2 separate regions of the Danio rerio genome follow, and region 2 is linked to region 1. A link is a contact called in public Hi-C data. All regions are on one chromosome and are shown on one strand. The core of a region is the stretch at or near the end of the contact, and the rest is flanking DNA. Distances in the headings are between cores, read along the strand shown.

The links. Hi-C and Micro-C count contacts between places; a contact is called where the count stands out from the background.
Region 2: a contact with region 1 is called in a Hi-C map of an unstated tissue, with 2.4 times the contacts expected there. The contact joins the promoter of rtn4rl2a here to the enhancer-like site in region 1.

The regions. Positions count from the first base shown.
Region 1 is chr1:47,715,049-47,718,013 of GRCz12tu, reverse strand. No RefSeq gene overlaps it. Among named protein-coding and RNA genes, the nearest start is that of crybb1l2, 18 kb to the right of the region's middle. Within about 2 kb of position 1,398, at least 4 of the 62 cell types and tissues checked have an H3K27ac peak or open chromatin away from gene starts, as enhancers often do.
Region 2 is chr1:47,748,954-47,751,712 of GRCz12tu, reverse strand. It overlaps rtn4rl2a (reticulon 4 receptor-like 2 a), which reads right to left and starts at 1,321. Exons shown (of 3, transcript NM_203479.1): 1 at 1,161-1,321; 2 at 213-439; 3 at 1-26. The coding sequence starts at 1,218.

The DNA.
Region 1 (2,965 bases), core at 149-2,648:
TTTCTTACAACACTTTTAAATAGCACGGAACACAATGGAAATGTTTCAAGGGGACCCTAAAACGTGAAGACAAAAAAAAAAAACATGTGTTCTTAAATTGTTTGCATTGTGTGAAAATGCAGCGCACTTTCGGAAATTGTTTGCGTTGTGTGAAAATGCAAAGTTTTCATAAATTGTTTACGTTGTGAGAAAATGCGATGCATTTTTGTAAATTGTTTGCGCTGTAAGAAAATGAGGGTGTTTTTGTAAATTGTTTGCGCTGTAAGAAAATGCAGCACCTTTTTGTAAACTGCATTGTGAGAAAATGCAACACATTTTCATAAATTGTTTGTGTTGTGAGAAAATGCAGCACGTTTTTGTAAATTGTTTGCACTGTGGGAAAATGCAGTGTGTTTTTGTAAATGGCTTGTGCTATGAGAAAATGCAGCACGTGTTCGTAAATTGTTTGCACTGTGTGAAAATGAGGGTGTTTTTGTAAATTGTTTTAGTTGTGTGAAAATGCAGCGCGTTTCGTAAATTGCTTGTATTTTCTGAAAACGCAGCACGTTTTCGTAAATTGTTTGTGTTGTCTGAAAATGTATCACATGTTAATAAATTGTTTGCGTTGTGAGAAAATGCAGCACGTGTTTATAAATTGTTTGGTTTGTGAGAAAATGCAGCACATTTTCTTAATTTGTTTGCGTTGTCTGAAAATGCAGCACGTTTTCATAAATTGTTTGCGCTGTGAGAAAATGCAGCACGTTTTCATAAATTGCTTGCGTTGTGAGAAAATGCAGCACATTTTCATAAATTGTTTGCGCTGTGAGAAAATGTCATGTATGTTTGTAAATTGTTTGCGCTGTGAGAAAATGCCATGCATGTTTGTAAATCTTTTGCGCTGTGTGAAAATGTGGCGCGTTTTTAAATGTGTTTGCGTTGTGAGGATGCTAGTGTTTATTGTAATTGCATGTGATTTCTTAAATTACAGTTAAGCTCTCTAGTATTTTACAGTATTACTAGCAACCAAAATTGCCAGTAATACTATAAATTTCACAGTGTATTAAAATCTGAACACATCTGATTTGTGGTTGACAACTTGGCTAGGAGTGCACCGTTGACCTATTTTGTCAGATAGAATCTAAATTCACTGTAAATGTGACTCACTACATGTGTGTTTGAAGAGTTAAATGGAGAAGAAACGTCTCTTTCAGGCAACACCTGCACATTTTCACCTTTCTTCACAGCGTATGTCTGATAAATATGCTGCTTTGTAGGTGTCTTCACTCTTTTGCCTGCTCTCCACTATCTCTCTAACTCTCTCTATCTGGCTGATAGGTTGACGCCCACTCATTTGTTAAACACTGAGACAAATAGCTTACATCACTCTCGGCGGAAAGACTTTTTAGGAAGTTCCAGAAAAAGATGCGCTTCTCCCCCAGCTAACTCACAACACAGCCGTGACGCAAGAAAGAGACCCACTGCGCGCACACATACACACACACACACACACACACACACACACACACACACACACACACAATCTTTTGCAGGATTTCTGTATGCCTGTAGTTCAGAAGAAGAGAGATGAAACAGAGAGGGATGTGTCTATAGATTTTCTGTGTGTGTGTGTTTGAATGGAATAATCCATTAGTTAGAGAGGCTGTGCTAACCTGATCTTACAGTCAATATCTAATAAATAACTGATTCAACCTGACTAAGATTATGCTAATTTCAATAATTTGAACAGGCATATCAGGTAGAAATACTCATTCATTCATTTTCTTTTCGGCTTAGTCTCTTCATTGATCTGTGGTCGCCACAGCGGAATGAACTGCCAACTTATCCAGCATATGTTTTACACAGCAGATGCCTTTCTAGCCGCAACCCAACACTGGGAAACACCCATACACACTCTTTCACACACATACACTATGGACAATTTAGCTTACTCAATTCACCTATACCAAATATTTGTCACTGGACTGTTGGGGAAACCGGAGCACCTGGAGGAAACCCACGCGAACCGGCAAGCAAAATCCACACAGTAATGCCGATTGGGCTACCCACTGCGCCACCATGACACCCTAGAAATACACGCTTAGATAAATAATAATAATAACAAACCCAGGAAGAATCAATAAGAGTTCTTCACAGTGGTGCTATAAAATAATCTCTATCTCGTGTTGTTTTAGACCCAGTTTGAGTTTCTTTTCTCTGTTGGACATAAAAGACGATATTTTAAAGAATGCTGGTTGCTGGGACCCATCGATATAATAGAAAAAAAAATTACTACAGAAATCAGTGGGTCCAAGCAACCAGCATTTTTCTAAATATCTTCTTTTTTGTTTAACAGAAGAAAGGTTTTGAAGAAGTGAAGGCTGAGTAATTTATTGGCAGAATTTTCATTTTTGGCAGAACTATCCTTTTTTTTTATCCCTTTCTGAAATGTACTTTCATTTTCAAATTCTAAACAAACGGAAGGTTTACATTGGATGTTAATGATTCTTCATAGTATCATCAATGCCAATCAGTAAAGTTAGGGGAGAGCGGGGCACAAAGTAACTCTTTTTGGTTTTGACCAAATAATAAACAGAGTAATGGGGTTAGAACAACCATTTGTTTTTTTACCAACAAAACACAAGCCTCTCCTACAAATGAGCACTGGTTGTATGATCGCCAGACCTATGGTTTCTGTGCAGTGTTGTCAAAAGTGCCAGGAGTATAAATGTTACTATTTACCCCACCTGCGGGGCAAGTCGTGACAGACAGAGGGTTAGTTGTAACACCTTACTTTAAATAGTAGCAATATTTTTTCAGTACCAGGATTAATGTATCTGGTCAAAAGTCATATACAATACAAAAAATACAAAAGAATCAGCATTAGTGCTGGAAGGCATTGACATTCATGATAAGAAATGCAGTAATGAGCATTCATCTAATTCTTCAGCAAAGAAATCATATTGTTCCGCGAGGCAAATTTCATTCG
Region 2 (2,759 bases), core at 72-2,571, 34 kb before region 1:
ATGTTGTTGGAGAAGAGCCACAAAACCTGGTATGTGATGAATTGAAGTATAGAAAAGTAGAAAGGCAGAGAAAGAGAAAAATGAGGTGAAGATATTGAGAGGAAAAACAAAATTAGTAAACTCAACAACAAAAATGGCATATAATTCTCTAATCTGTATTTATAAACGTAATTATATTAAATGTTTTATTCTATCCATATAAAGTTCCTTACCTGTGTGCCAAAAGCAAAAGACCCCACTCTCAGTTCAGTAATGCGGTTGTTCTGCAGAAAAACGCGCTGGGATTCGTAGGGCATGCCGTGGGGTACAATGGTAAAGTTCTGCGCCTGGCAGCTCACCGTCATTGGGGTCGGATAACACACACACCGGTGCGGGCAGTTCTGCGCAGGCACCGGCTTTACCACGACCAGCCAGACAACCAGCCAGAGCGAGAGCGCGCCTGATGGAGGAGAGAGAGAGAGAGAGCGCGTCACGTCACACTGTCTTACTAGCGCATGCATACTGCTCGTTATCCACAGAAAAGCTCCCCAAAACAGTCCGTAAGTATCATTTTAAATTCATAAATTTGTATTAAAACATATTAGTGGCTTGATGTTTTACATTTAGTTTCCAAAAATGATTAGCATCAAAATTAATTTACAAACGCACAAACAGGTTATCATCCATACAACGCATTTGTTTTCTATCAATGTGGCAATGTAATTTCGTTATGTGTTTTCAGTTTCAGCCCGTTAGCAATTTAAAGTCGTCGAAAAAGTGCGATTATATAATCAAAATCAAAGTTACAACATTCAGTGATAGGAAATGTAGGCTAATGCTGCAAATATTCTTCATACTCTGAATATTAGTCTCTCTTTTCTCACACAATTGCAATTTAAAGTTCCAAAAACTAAAAACTTTGAATATAGGCTATGCGTACACTTGTTTGAATGAACACTTAATTCAAATCACTAATACATTAACACAAAACACATTATGCATCACAGACGAAATATTTTCTAACCAACTGTAGCTGCGTAAGACCATGCAAAAATGATACAATTCTAAACCGTTTGAATATATCAATCTTCAAATCTCAGTACATCCATTTCCAAAACTTAAGCGTTACAAAAGCAGATTTCAAAAGCTCAAAAATGAACAGAGAAAAAGCAGAAACTTACTCTTAAAGTTGTGCGCAAAGGAGCTGCGTTGGCTCCGCGTAAAAGTTGATGTTTCCATTCCGAACCAAAGCCGAGAGCGAGTTAGCCTGAGGAGTTTAGAGACTGATTCTCTGCTATCTCCGCTGATGCTCTGGTTCCCGAGTCGGAGCGACTGAGAGAGTGCCGTCTGATGGGTCCCGGGCCCATTATATACCCGAGCGCAGCGCGCGCCTACGGCTGTGGGCACCACGGAATCTCTCTACGTCACCAGTCGGGTCAAGCCCAAGCGAGGGTGGCAAACGGAAAAGGCGGTGCGGAGAGAGGAGGGGAGGGCTCTCGCGCACCAGTTTGGACCGAGGAAGTCAGACGTCTTAGCTCAGAGTTACGATGGTGGAGACGTAGTTTGGAGAGGGCGGGGGAGCGCGCAGGCACGGCGCCCGGTAATGACTGAACGGAGAGCATGCGAGGAGGAGCGCACGAGGCACATGAAAGAGGCGCACAGCTCGTTTCTGGCTTTGCATCTCCGTCCCCTTGGATTATGTCCTCCGCATTATTAAAAAGACGCCAGAAACAAATGAAACAAACGCATTGTTTGCAGGGGAGACTTTGCGCTCTAGAGACATAAGGGTTAAGACTTCAAATATAGAAATATGAAGCACCAGTGTTGGAATCATCCTTAACAGATTTGATAATGGGTGACTAAAGAATGTAATTACTGTCACTTACAGCTAAAAGGAAAAACAAACCAACACCAAATTTGGTCTCAGTTCCTATATGGACAGCTTCCTGGATCAAACCAAGGCATGTTTTTACTCTAGATGTTTGGGGATTATAGTTTTATTGTTTACAACACTGGCCCACTCAAGATTTAAATAAAACATAAAAAAAAAAAAAAAAATATATATATATATATATATATATATATAATTCAAACAGGTTGATCAGGTCACTTACTCAAAACAAATACATTAAGTATTGATGAACTAGAATTATGATTATTTTAGTATGTGAAAAAAAGCACTGAAAAAAATCATCAATAGTAAAAATGTGTAATGTCCTTACAGAGAATTTTTGTGTATATACACACATACACTCACGGGCCACTTTATTAGGTTCACCTGTCCAACTGCTTGTTAATGCCAATTTCTAATCACAGGGGAGCAACTCATTACATTTAGGCATGTAGACATGGTCAAAACGATCTGCTTCAGTTCAAACCAAGCATCAAAATGGAGAAGAAAAGTGATTTAAGTGACTTTGAACGTTGCATGGTTGTTGGTGTCAGACAGGTTCGTCTGAGTATTTCATAAACTGCCGATCTACCGGGATTCTTTCAAGCACGACCATCTCTAGGTTGTACAGAGAGTGGTTCAAATATCCAGTGAGCGGCAGTCCTGTGGGCGCAAATGCCTTGTTGATGCCAGAGGTCAGAGGAGAATGGCCTGACTGGTTCGAGCTGATAGAAAGACAACAGTTACACAAATAACCACTCGTTACAACCGAGGTATGCAGAAGAGCATTTCTGAACTCACAACACGTCAAATCTTGAGGCAGATGGACTACAGCGGCAGAAGTCCACAACGGGTGTCACTCCTGTCAGCTAAGAACAGGAAACTGAGG